Linked DNA regions of Ovis aries: region 2 is linked to region 1. Evidence: chromatin contacts called from public Hi-C data. All regions are on one chromosome and are shown on one strand. Each heading gives the region's core, a stretch centred on a gene start, on an enhancer-like site or on the middle of the called end of the contact. The rest is flanking DNA. Distances are from core to core; before and after follow the strand shown. Region 1 overlaps GRIK4 (glutamate ionotropic receptor kainate type subunit 4). Region 2 has its middle 86 kb from the start of TECTA.

Region 1 (7,174 bases), core at 3,007-5,506:
GCTCTCAAAGCACAACCAAACAACTAACAGACACACACATACACACACACACAGACACACACACACACCAGGAACCAACACAACATTGTAAAGCAATTTCCCCCCAGTTAAAAATGAATTTTAAAAAATGAAAATGGAGCCCCAAGGATCTTCGGAGTACAAACCCCTAGGGCAGTTCCCTACCTGCCCAAGAGGCATGGCATCACCCACTCCATGCCTCTTCCAGTGGAGATCAAAGCCAGGTTCAGGAAGTCGTTCCCGACCCCTGAGACCCAGCCAAAGGGGGAAAGGCCTTGCTTACAACCTGGTCATCATCACAGGGTGCTGCGTGTGCCGCTTGGTGCCACCTACCCTCCTTGGGCCTGTAGCCATGCCCACTGTCAAGAATCTGTTGTCAGTGTCGACTGGCAAGGCGCGGGAGCTGGCACGCCATCTGACACGTCCCCTCTGCACTTCGCTGGGCTGTCTGCGGCTGCTCACTGGAAGCTGTCTGCCTGAGTCTCGGCTCCGCTGCCCTGGAATTCTCTCTTGTCCCCTTTGATTGAGGCCCTGTGTGTAGAAAGTCATGGTTCTCAGGTGGCCTTGAGGGACTGGAAGTGGTATTAGGGCGTAGCTATCAGATACATACACACACACACACACACACACACACACACACACACACACAAGACTGCTTCACCCTGCCTTTCACAGCCTGAAACTTTTCAATCAGCCCTGGGGGCTTAGACAGTCCCTCTCTCCTGCCATCCACATTCATACACACACACTGGCCCCCCAGGATCCAGAATTAACAAAAAGATTAACCAAAAAATTGTACTAGAGGTCTGATCATACATCATATATATCATACAATATGTATATATATACACACACGCACACACACACACAGACATACAGGCCACTTGATATGAAGAGCTAGTTCATTGGGAAAGACCCTGATGCTGGGCAAGATTGAAGGCTGGAGGAGAAGGGGACAACAGAGGATGAGTTGGTTGGATGTCATCACTGATTCAATGGACATGAATTTGAGCAAACTCCAGGAGACAGTGAAGGACAGAGGAGCCTGGCATGCTACAGTCCAACATGGCCTTAGCAACTGAACAACAGCAGCAAAATACATATAATATCCTATATGAGTAATATCTGAGGGTAGGGTAATTTGGCCCAGGGCAATAGCTTTCAAACTGGGTTCCCGGGGACGTGGAGGCTCCTGGTAGGCGCGGACACGTGGAGGAGCGGTGAAGAGGCTAGGCACACAGAGCTCTGCGGCCTCAGCTCGTCTTCATTCAGGCCAGCTCCACTTCTCTCTCTCATGTATTGTACTTCTGGGTGAGATTTTAGAGGGAAAAGATGTTTGAAAGCCACTGCTCTATGGCAGCCGTTCCCAAGCCAGCTGATATCAGAGTCATTCAGGGAGCTTTAAAACAACTTGAATGTCTAAGTCAGATCATCTCAGAATCTCTAGGGATGAGGCCTCGGGAATCTGTAGTTCTGAAGCTCACATCCAACCACCCGTAGGCTTGGGAACCACTGGGGTGAAGCCCCACGGGTCCGATCCAGCCCCGCAGCCCCTGGAAGGAAGGAGGACGTATGGGGGCAGGGGCCAGAGATGGCACACTGGCCTTGTAATCAGCAACAAGTAGCAGCGAAGGAAATGTGAACCAGCCCTGCAGCACCTGCAGACTAGGCTGGGCGAAGGGACAGGAAGGCCGGGGAAGATGATGGCATCGCGTGAACACACAGACCTGCCCTTCTTGGCATATGTCCAGATGCGTCTCCCACATCAGAGCTGAAGGCTTTGTGTGGGAGGCATGCTAGGGAAGAGGGAGGGCATGTGTCTGATGGGCAGGAGGTTAGGGTATCAGAGACATCAGAGGTACTGCTGGGAGAGAGGCCAGCGTGAGGCTGTGAGGGACAGTCAAAGGAGCCTGTGTGCCTTGTCAACCCTATGTGCCCATCACACTCATCCAGGGAGCCCTGAGACATGCTGAGGCCCAGGCCATCCCTGGACAAATGAAATCAGAACCTCTGGGCATGGAATCCAGGTGTTGGCATTTTTTAAAAAGCTCCTGGGTGAGTCTGAAACACAGACACGGTTGAGAACCAGGGCTGGAGGGAACCACTGGGGTCAGTGGTTTGGAAAGTGTGGTCCCTGGACCAGTGGCATCCCCTTCTCCCAGGAACCTGCAGATTCGTAGGCCTCACCCAGACTTAGCGAATCAGACACTTCAGGGCTGGAGCCCAGCGATCCGTGTTTTCACAAGCCTTCTTGGTGATTCTGATGTCAGTTACATTTTGAGAATTTCCACTCTGGGCTGAGAGTTTTCAATCCACGGCTCTGTGGGGCCCTAGGGTTCTCTCTGTGGTCACTTCGGGGGAACAAAAAAGACAGAACAAGCAATTCCCAGCCACCCACCCCCATGACTTGATTTATTTTGAAAAAATTAAGATGTTTCTTTGATTAAAGAAAGTTCCAAAACTGCCAACATAGTCCAACAGAAGGGAGCTGGCTTGCCCAAGGCCACAGGCAGCTACCAAGGTCCAGGGGTCAGGCCAGGAAGAAGAGCACCCCCACACCCCCAGCACCCCTTCTTCATGCCCACCCTCCACGGCGCTGACATGTGTTCCTTTCTCCCACAGACTGACCCCCTACGAGTGGTACAGCCCCCACCCGTGTGCCCAGGGCCGGTGCAACCTCCTTGTGAATCAGTACTCCCTGGGCAACAGCCTCTGGTTTCCGGTCGGGGGCTTCATGCAGCAGGGCTCTACCATCGCCCCGCGCGCCTTATCCACCCGCTGCGTCAGTGGCGTCTGGTAAGATCCTGGGGTCCTCAGATGAGCCCTGATCCGGCTTCCTGCAGGCAGGAACCTCAGCCCCGCCCTCGGACAGCCTCTGCCAGCTCAGAGGGCTGGTGGGGTGGGGTGGGGGGAGGTGCAGTGGATGGTGCTGTTTGTGCCATCTTCTCTCCTTCCCCTTTCCCGCCTTGGAGATGCGGAGAGGAGCCAAGGCACAAAAGGAGAGCCGATGAGAAAATGCCCATGGCAAGGCAGTTATAACTTCCTGACCTGAGAATGACTGGCATTTGAGAGGCAGGGCCTGAGAAGTCATGTGCAAATTTGTGCAAATATGCACAGTGTGTAGCAGGAAGTCCTGGCCCTCCCCTCACCAACCCCAAGTCACATCACTCCCCCTCCAGCAGCTTTCTGGAGCTCTGTCTCTCTGCTCCTGCCTCTGGGCCTGCCAGACGTGTCCACCTCAGCAGGTGTCGAAAAATGCAAGCTCTTAGTGGCTCAGAGTTGGACGGGACCTCAGGGTCTAAGTTGACAGCAGGATCCACAGGGCTGTTGGCCAGCTCCTTCTCCTCTTGGATCAGGCAGGGCAAATGGAAGAGGGTGAAATGATTCAAGGTGTGGGAAAGTTCCCTGAAAATTTGGAAGAGCCACATAAATGTTTGAACTGATCATTGCTATTAGACCATTCATTTTGGGGGGAAATGAAATATCGATGTACCCTTGAGAGGCAAGTTCTCCGTCCTCACTTAAAAACCCACCGTCGGGTTTGGTGTCACAGCTTTTAGGACTTACAGGCTTCATTCTCTCCCCTCCTTCTCAGCCTGTGTAAGCTGGAGGAAGGGGGAAGGGATGAGGATGCTGGGGATGGTGGAGCATCTGGACAGTTACCTGGGAGTCACTGGACTGGGACTGAATCCTAGCAGGTGGAAACACAGCCGGGATTGATAAGTGACAAATACAGTAGGATTTAAATTGCTGGGGCACGATCCTCACCCATTATCACACCAGCCCAGGAGTCACTGAGCGTATCACCATGGGGAGCCGGGCTTCACGTTCCCCGGCAGAAAGGAGACCTTGGCAGGCACAATCGCAGAACCCTCTAAAAAATCCAGGAAATCTGGGCAGAGACCCGGAGATGAGATGTCAGCTGCAGATTTTGATCCCTTTCTACCTGGGCTTTTCCTTCCAAAGGGGCATGTTACCATGTGGCACCAAGTGGGGCTCCATTGCCTGCTCCCTTAACCTGTCAGTTCACACCTCCAGGAATTCCCTCCCCTAGAGGACATCTGCCCTGGTGCCAAGGGGACCACCTGTCCTGCAGGTTGTTGACTCAGCCCCCTGGCTCAGGGGGGCTTTAAATAGCTGGCCCCAGGTGGCTCTGTTACCCTGCTCCAGAGCGTGTGTGGGAGGGAGGCTCGGCCCTCCCCAGCCTGACCCAGGGGTGTTGGTGTGCCCATCTGCCTCTCGGAGCTCTTGGTTATGAAATCACAGCCTCAGTTTGTTGGCTCCCTGGAGAGTGGGAGGTCAGAGGACCCGGCCTTTGTGACCTAATACGGCATCCTCATCCAGAGCAAGTGACAGAAAATACCATGTCTCTAACAAGAATGCCAACTTCACAATAAAATGCCCGTTTGGCACAGGAGCAAGGCTCTGTTGACCCCGCTGGGGGGAGCTTGGGTGTCATTTGCTTTCTCAGCAGAGGCAATGGACTTGCACTGAGCTACTTAGGCTCTTGGAACTGTCCCCTGTGACCAGTGGCATAAACAGCCGCATGGCTGTCCAGGGTGGAACAGATGCCAGAGTGTAGCTGTGTGGTTGAGGGAACCTCCCCAGCCAGCTCTGAGGTCATGTCCATACCCAGGGCTCATTAACCCACAACAGTGGGTCAGAGCAACTTCCAAATGCTCACCTCCACCTGGGGAGCACTCACCACCACCCCCAGCCTCCTCTGGGGGAGGCTCATGAGAAACAACTTCCGGGAGGGTGTGAGAACTCTGGCAGGAGCAGGAAAGCCAATTTGAGGATGGAGGCACTTACAGGTCACCAGTAGGGAAGGTAGACAAATGATTTTCATCCCATTTATGATGAAATGGGACTGTCTCTACTTGTCTCTGTATCTCATGCTCATCTCATCCTTTACAGATAATTAGTCACTAATGACATGTTATCTGGTCTGATCCAAGACAGGTAAACCAGGCATTATTAGGGTGTTCAGTCACTAAGCCATGTTCAAATCTCTGCAACCCCATGGACCATGGCCTGCTGGGCAAGAATACTGGAGTGGGTTGCCATTTCCTCCTCCAGGAGATCTTCCTGAACCAGGGATCAAACCTGAGTATCTTGCATCTCCTGCACTGGCAGGTGGATTCTTTACCACTGTCCCACCTGGGAAACACAAAGCAGGCATTATTATCCCCCATTTATTAGACACGCAAACGACCTCAGAGGAGTTGTGTAGCTTTCCCCCAAGGTCTCACAGATGGAATTAGACAAAGCCAGAACTAAAACCAGATCTCTTACTGGTGGTCTGGGGCATGGATCTGGTGGGCTGGCATGTGGATGTGCCTGTCAAGTTGACGGGTGCACCTGTCCTATCACTCCTGGAAGAAAGCGCACAGGCCAAGGGGGCAATGGGACTTCCTGCTCTTGCAAACCCACCTGCAAGCTGCCCTGCCGCAGCCTGTGGCAAACACTGTGCCTTCGCTGGCACACGTCTTCATAATGAATTGAAGCCTCATTAATTCAGACGCCACTGATTCAGAATTTGGCGATTCGCCAGCCTCAGTTATGCTTACATATATCTTTGAACCCCTATAAACAAATGGATTAGAAAGCAGATCCATACTGCTGACCAGATGGTAGAAGTCCTGTTTAACCTACTTAAGTGAACAAACTGGTTTTAATGACTTTAGCGTGTGTGCTGCCTGAGTTGCAGAGCTATTCTAATTTTAAATGAGTTCGATCTACCCAATGAAACAACCTTCCATTTTGAAATAGCATGACCTTTGTAAGAGTGTTTCCTAATTCCAACTTATCAGCGGCTCAGAGGTGCTTGTCATCAGTTTGTCTTGAAGAGCTCCTGCTCTGACGATTTGTGGAACTGGTTTTAGAATACGAATTTCTCCATGTGTTACTTGGCCACGTGACTTTGCTTCTCTGAGCCTCGGTTTCCTCTTCTGTAAAGTCACAATAAGAATTTCACTTCCCTGAGTTGTAGGGAACACAGGAGCTGGAGGGTGTGGCTCTCCGTGGGTGCTCAGTACATGGTGATGCTCCTCTTAAGGTCAGCTGCATCCTGAGGGGACAGGGGATGGGGGAGATGTCCTGGCTGTAGCTCTGAAGAGAGCCCCCAGAGCTGACACCCTTAGCTCATTCACTAGCTCATTGCTCACTGTCTCCCAAGCTGTTTCATGTTCACAGACACACTTCTTTTGAGTAGCAACCCAATAATCACCTCCTTTAGGAAATAAGAGAAAGAGCGGCATGGTCTTCTTCAAGGCAACCTCCCAAGCACTGGTCATTTCTGCTTAGATCATATGCCCTGCCTCCTTTCTCTTCCCCCACTAAGCTGAGGGCTCTTTCAGAAGAAGAGGGTCACCTGCCCTCTCCCATGTCACAGCAGGACTGGGGATGGGGGCTAAGACTCCTGGGGGCACCCGGGCAATGATGACTTCCTGGTCTTTTCCTGCATAGGTGGGCATTCACGCTGATCATCATCTCATCCTACACGGCCAACCTGGCAGCCTTCCTGACAGTGCAGCGCATGGATGTGCCCATTGAGTCAGTGGATGACCTGGCTGACCAGACTGCCATTGAGTATGGCACGATTCACGGAGGCTCCAGCATGACCTTCTTCCAAGTAAACCCATATGGTTGCTCACCAGCATCGGGAGCTGGGCAGGATAAAGTTGAGATGTTTGTCTGCTGGAGATAAAAACATCTCTCCTCATCTCATCCTCCCTTTTGAACACCTAGTTTGGAGGTCCTCATGGGGCTCATTATCCCCCCTGCTCCCCAAAATACCCCTGGAACCAGGTCCTCAGAGCATTGGGTTAATGCCAGCCTTGTCCCTGATGTTGATCGTGAATGATTAGTGCCGCTTAAGATGATTTTAGTGATGGAAATGTTTTCTAATTGCAATAGTTTCATATTTATTTTAATAAGCATTAGAAAAAATATGTGGTGAAGCTAACCTATACTTTTACTTCTATTACTGCATAGGATGAGGCTAAAGCATGGTTTAAAATTTTTTTTTGTATGGTAAATTTTATTAGTAGTACTTAGACAAAGCAAGATTGGAGTAATACACTAATGAATGAGATGTAAGGAACTTTAGATTAAGCTGAACTGATTTCACTGATCCTAGACTATATAGATCTCA
Region 2 (6,540 bases), core at 183-2,682, 230 kb after region 1:
TAAATTTCTAAATTAAAGACTATAATTGTGTTTTTCTTTAATATTTTTAAATTAAATCCTTTCTGGCCACACTTTGATTCCTGGCTTCTGGTTTTCTCACAGAGGGTTGACATCCTCACCTGTCATCAGGATAAGGTAGATACACAGGCCTAATAGAAAACCCCAGAATCTAAGTGGCTTAAACAACAAAGGTTTCTCTTTTGCTCACATCAGGGGGCTCTGATCCTTACTTCCATCCTGGGGGCTGGACGTGGATGGAGATTTCATTCGCTCGCTTTTCTCTTATTTTTACTGAGCAATGTATTCTTTCCTCATAGGACTGCAGTACCACCTTTAGCATGAATCAGCTTCAGTCTCTGTGGTCCTGTGAGCTCTTGATTCTCTTCCATTGGTTATTTTCCTAACCCCTGTGTTAGAGTCACCTTTTTAATGGAGATGTAATTGACATCTAACATGATGTTAGTTTCTAACAGATTCAGTATATGTATATACCAGGAGATGACCTTCACTAAGTCTAGTTAACATCCATCACCATTCATAGTTACACTTTTTATCTTGTGATGAGAACTTTTAAGATCTACTCTTCTAACGTTCAAATACAGAATACAGTCAGTTATTCACTATAGTTACCATGCTGTACATTACATCCCCAGGACACAATTATTTTTGTAGCTGGAAGTTTGTATGTTTTGACCCTCTTCACCCATTTCACTCTGTCTCTAGGAACCACCAGTTTGTTCTATGTTTGTTTGTTTTGTTTTGTTTTTTCGATTCCCCAATAAATGAGACCATACTATTCGTTGTCCAAAAGGTTCTTTCCAGTTTTCCATAAGACGTTATGGAAAATGTACTTTTTGGCTAACCCAATATACTTGTCCTTCACTGTCTGACTTATTTCATTTAGCATAATCCCTCAAGTTCTATCCATGTTATTGCAAGTGGCAGGATTTCTTCCTTTATTATAGCTGAATGATATTCCATTATATGCGTGTGTGTATTCAGTCATCAGTCGGGTCCAACTGTATATGTATATGTACCACACCTTCTTATTCTTCCGCCGATGGGTATTTAGTTGTTTCCACATGTTGGCTATTGTAAATAATGCTGCAATGAACACAGGGGTGCAGATATCTTTTCAAGTTAGTCTTTTCATCTCCTTTGGATAAATGCCCAGAAGTGGAATTGCTGGATCGTGTGGTGGTTCTATTTTCAGTTTATGGAGGAATCATCATACTATTTTCCAGAGGCTACACCAATTTACATCCCTAACAGCCAAGGGTTCCCTTTTCCCCACATCCTTGCCAACACTTGTTATTTCTCAATATTTTATTACCTTGTGTTGCTGCCAGCTCGATAGGAGACTTTGGGGCTCACCTCCGCAAGGGGAGAGAGTGTAGGGAACCGCACCTCATAAGAGACACATCATTCTGTTCCCATTTCACTGATCAAAGCAAGTTACATGGCCAGAACTAACGTTCAGAGAGAGGGCATTGTGAACTTCCTGTAGCCTGGGTGGGAGAAGAACCGGAAATCTGTGGTGATGGCTGCCAAGTAGCCTTTGAACCAATCATGCCTATCTATATTAAAGAGAAACATTTGTCTATGGAACTAAAAATGAACAGGTCCCTCAGCTGACTGTCTGCAGGAAGAACTGGGAGATGGTCCTGACCCTTCTACAATGCTAATTTAATTGTCTGCTTGAAACAAATCATCCTGTATCACAATACCTTAATTTTCTACAAAATGAGAACTTTAAGCTTCTTTTAAAATATTCTTAGGTTAGAAAATGACAGGATACAAACATAAACCGTATGATAGCATATATTTAGAGAACTCCAGAACATTGTCTTCTCCTGCCACTCAAAAAGATTTGCCTCAAGAAACGGGGGTGAAAGAAAGCACATGCTTAGCAAAGGTGAAAAGGGAAGCTAATTAGGAATCTTATTAACTTGGTATTTCTCTGATATCAAAAGAAACAACATCCTGGGGTCTGGCATTTCTGCCAATTGGGAATTCTCTAATTAGTTTCTTAACCAGTAGTATGGGTTCTATTCAAAATCCTAGTGCCAAACCTTGAGAGCACGAATTGTTTCACATTGTCTAATATTCTGGGTATTTTTAGAACCATTTGACATTTAGTGAGAGCTTGAAGTCTAATAAAATTTCTTTCAACCAAGAAAATTAAGTAATTATTTTAAAAAATGACAATCATACAGGGTTAGAGTAATAAAGAATTACTTCTTTACTAATTCTGAATTAATTTAGCATCTACACCATTCTGAACCTTCTGGCCTCTCCCCTTGAACTCAGGGATGTCTACATCTTGTATTGCGCTGCAATTTGGTCCTGGCTAGGAGAACACGGTGGCATTTTTCAGGGCCCTGGATCACGGGCATCTGCGGCACAACTCAGTGAAAAAGAAAATCAAACAGCACCCTCTAGTGTCTACTTTTATTTTCTCATTACACACAAACGTACATTGAACGACACCAATCAAAATATGATTTCTCCCTCTCCTTGAAACCTTAGACGTGGAACATTACCAGAATGTAGCTTTAGAGAACACATCAAATGCCAAGGACATTTCTGGAGAACAGTACGATATTTATTCTTATGCACCCAGGAAGCATCATTCCAGGAAAAAAAATAGCAGCTCTTGGCATCCCATGCAAATTTTGTCCTTAATATCCATTTCTCTTAACGTGTTGACAAAAATAGTTGTCAAGAAAAATTAAGTATCTCTTTAAAATGTTGAGAAATAAACAATCTGATCTGGAAAAAGCCATGAAATATTTAGTGGTCTTTCTTTCCCCACAGCAGACTGTGAAATACTTTCTTATGCATCTAAAGCACAACAACCATAACTCTGGTCTGACTAATGGAAGACTCTGTTTGTGACGGTTTAATTATGTCTGCTGAAATATGACTCTCATATAAGACAACGTCTTTGTGGCAGAGGGACAGATCTCTGTGTCTGTTGATCGAAATAAAACACAAAAGACTCATCGTTTCATGTATAACTCAGCGATCAAATTCTGTTAAGAAAACAAATGGAGGAAAGATGTTCACTGTACATTTTGCCGTGTGTTTCTGTTTGCACGTGGCCTCTGGGTTAGCTACTATTTTATTCATTAGCGTAAAATATTGATGATGAGACAGTTTTAAAACACAGACATTCTCTCATTAGATGAAATAACAGTACCGTGTACTCATGGAGCATCCTTCATAACGAATGCTTTCCCACCTGTATTTACTATTACTCAATCCTAAATCATGCAGCATTTTGACAGAGAAGTCAGAGGGAAAGCACCAGGTTGAAGTTATAATTGCATTAAGTACCAGCTAAAGAAAAATGCAAGCCCACTCGTATATGTGTGCTTGTAGGTTTATCTAGTCCTTTCCAACTTCTAATGAGACATGAGAATGATAGTTTTTTCAGCCTTTTAAGAAGAAACAAACAGTGACACCCAGCTCTTGATTTCTCCCCCTGACTCTTGAATTTCTTTGTGGAATAGTTCAGGGTACAAAAATCCACTGACATCACCCTATTTTTAACTGGGCAAAAATATATGAAAAAGATAACATAAGTAATTACTTTAGAGCTTGACAAACATTTACATTGAATTTATGTGGAACTCACAGAATTTCTCCTATGTTAACACTATTTGCAGACCTGTGCTATTAAGTTAATTATATGCTAATCAAAGTTAAGAATGCATGGCTCCTAGTGTTTTCCTCTTACCTGACATGAGAATTCTCGGTACAACCTGCTGTCCTGGTCCTTGAATGTAGTTTACTTTCTGCGTGGATCATTCAGATCAAGGAGTTACAAGTGGATATTCAATGATGTTCTTCCTGAGTCCCAAGAGTTCATGACTGCAGAGTGCTGCATCCTTGCAAAGGAGGGAGTCTACTCTCTCGAACAGTCCTGCTCAGAAAGCAATTTGGCAAAGTAATTCCATGAGGGAAAATGATGGGACATATATGCAAAAGTGTCTAGGTGTCGTAGCAGAATAGTCAAGGCATAAAATGAGAAGCATTGTGGATGGCACAGAACAAATTTTTTTTTCTTGTAACAAAGCCCCAGATCCTAAATACTTACTGTTAATCTCCAAAATAGAAGTGGAAATATTCTAAATTTTAATTCCAGATTAGCAGGATCTAGAGATGCGGCCCCTGTAGATTTTATTCACATCTCCCATGCGCTAATATTTACTAATTGAACTTTTGCCCTTTTGATCCTTTTCATAAACAATTCCTTTCATTAGTTAACTTTAAGTGGAAATCAAGAACTATGTCAACAGAGGGAGAGAAATCTTATCTCCCTTATCTTAAAAACCCATCACCACCTTGGGCCACAGTGAACAATTTAGCAAGTGATTGCAATCAGTTTAAAAGCACACTATTTAGGCAAATTGCCCTGAAAACACAGGCTGCCTAAATCCTAGAGAAACACGTCTTCATATATAACTCTAAATACTTTTAATTTTAGGAAAAGCAGTTTATGACAGTCACAACAAATGAGGACTCTGTGAAATTCCAGGTGTTACACTCCAGAAACACAAATTCATAAATATCATTTTTCCTGGTAAATCTCCATCTGTGACTCCTAGAAGCCAAGAGACCTCACAGCTACATCAGTATGGATTCCTCATATCTTCTCTGCCTTGGAGTTTTCAATACTGTGTTGGTAGCTTGAAACTATGGGCTTCCCTGGTGGCTCAAACAGTAAAGAATCTGTCTGCAGTACAGGAGACCTGAGTTAAAGTTCAAGTCCTGGGTCAGGAAGATCCCCTGGAGAAGGGAATGGCAACCCACTGCAGTATTCTTGCCTGGTGAATTCCACAGACAGAAGAGCCTGACAGGCTCTTCAAGATCCTAAGATTCATAGGATCTTGAAACTATGGAACTTAAAAACTTGGATGGTGACTAGAAATTTTCCATAATAAAATGTTGCAAAATGTACTGGTTATTTCTAAGTCTTCTATCAAAAAGTGTCATTTTGAGGTGCTCAAATATTACAAAAACAACAAAATGCCTCATCTTTTAGTCTAACCTTAGAAGGAGGTCCCTTAAATGCCACCTCCAAAACATGCTTCTATGGCAGTTTTGTTTAACAACTTGAAAGTGCAAGCATTTTCACCGATTCCTACAGTAATTATTCCAATCCCATTCTGGGTTTTTCCTTCTCATTCCATGCATGCTGGCCAAGTCGCTTCAGTCATGTCCAGCTTTTTGTGACCCTATGGACTGTAGCCCGCCAGGCTTCTCTGTCCATGGGATTCTCCACGCAATAGTACTGGAATGGATTGTCAAGGCCTCCTCCAGGGGATCTTTCTGACCCAGGGATCAAACCCCAAGCTCTTGTGTCTCCTGCATTGGCAGTTGGGTTCTTTACCACTAGCGCCACCTGGGAAGTGCTGTGTGAATGCTCATAGGCTGGGGAAATGAGAGTGGCATAATCCTTCAGTTTCCAAAGGTAGGACAAGGAGATTTCACTTCAAAGTGTAAGGAGGTGCGGCTGAGGATGGTAGAGAGAACACAGATGGATCAGGCTTGGCCCTTCTCATGGGACCTCGAGAGAACGAAGATGACTGGACCACTATCAAAGGTAAATCATGTCCCCTTCCAAAAATGTCACAAAAAGGAAAGTTCACTTTCAGTAAGACTCCTAAGCAGATTTCATTAAAAGGTAGGAGAAAATTATCTTAATTTTCTTTCTGATTTTTTAGAAATACCCTAAGAAGGATAACTGTGACTCGTTCACATTTAATTCAGTGAGTAAAAATCTAATGGAACCCAGATTCAAGAAATGAAATGGAGAGACAAGATTACCCTGAGGGAAAGTATGAATTGAATAAAATATTCCTTGTAGAAACTAAGCTATGTAAGGAAAAGAAAAAAGTGTCTTGATACAATTGCCTTTGGAACAAATGCATATTTTAAAACTGATTGAACAGCAAGTAAATAAATTTAAAGCCCAATCCATAAGATACATAAAAAATACCAATAACTTCCCCCTTGGACATTGTAAAACTACTAATATTTCCTTGGCCAATCTCTTTTGTTCAAGTCTCAGCCATTAAGATAGCTAAGGTTCCATTTACTTCTACAGTTGTGTGTGTGTGTGTGTGTGTGTGTGTGTGTGTAAATATAAGACTTCAGAGTGAGTTGTAAGGAAAGACTCTCGTTATGGTGAATCTTAAAATTTGTAGTATTTAGCACTGAGCTTTTGCTTTTTTTTTTTTCTCCCCACACTGAGCAGCATATGGGATCTTTGTTCTTGATCAGGGACCAAACATGTGCCGTTTGCATTGGAAGCACGGATTCTTAAGTGCTGGATCGCCAGGGAAGTCCCATGAATTTTTAAACAATATTTAGCAAAAGTTCTATTTAATTTCTCCTGAGTTAGATGAGGAATCTGTCATTCAAAATTCATTCAACTGCATTTGCTGTTTTCAGATTCTCAAAAAATCCCGTGGCTCCCTCTGCTAGCTCGTCTGGTTTTGTCACAATAACATCCAAAACCTGAGGGACAGA

Evidence for each region. Hi-C and Micro-C count contacts between places; a contact is called where the count stands out from the background.
Region 2: a Hi-C map of liver shows a contact between it and region 1, with 4 times the contacts expected there. The contact joins two enhancer-like sites. A contact is called at or near these places in 3 of 16 Hi-C or Micro-C datasets (hypothalamus, liver and tail adipose tissue).

Annotation. Positions count from the first base shown.
Region 1 is chr15:31,297,580-31,304,753 of ARS-UI_Ramb_v3.0, forward strand. GRIK4 (glutamate ionotropic receptor kainate type subunit 4) reads left to right here. Exons shown (of 21, transcript XM_042232998.1): 15 at 2,641-2,814; 16 at 6,487-6,652. Among named protein-coding and RNA genes, the nearest start is that of TBCEL, 68 kb to the right of the region's middle. Within about 2 kb of position 4,257, at least 2 of the 54 cell types and tissues checked have an H3K27ac peak or open chromatin away from gene starts, as enhancers often do. A contact at or near this core is called in liver, where this site is marked.
Region 2 is chr15:31,534,244-31,540,783 of ARS-UI_Ramb_v3.0, forward strand. No RefSeq gene overlaps it. Among named protein-coding and RNA genes, the nearest start is that of TECTA, 86 kb to the left of the region's middle. Within about 2 kb of position 1,433, at least 2 of the 54 cell types and tissues checked have an H3K27ac peak or open chromatin away from gene starts, as enhancers often do. A contact at or near this core is called in liver, where this site is marked.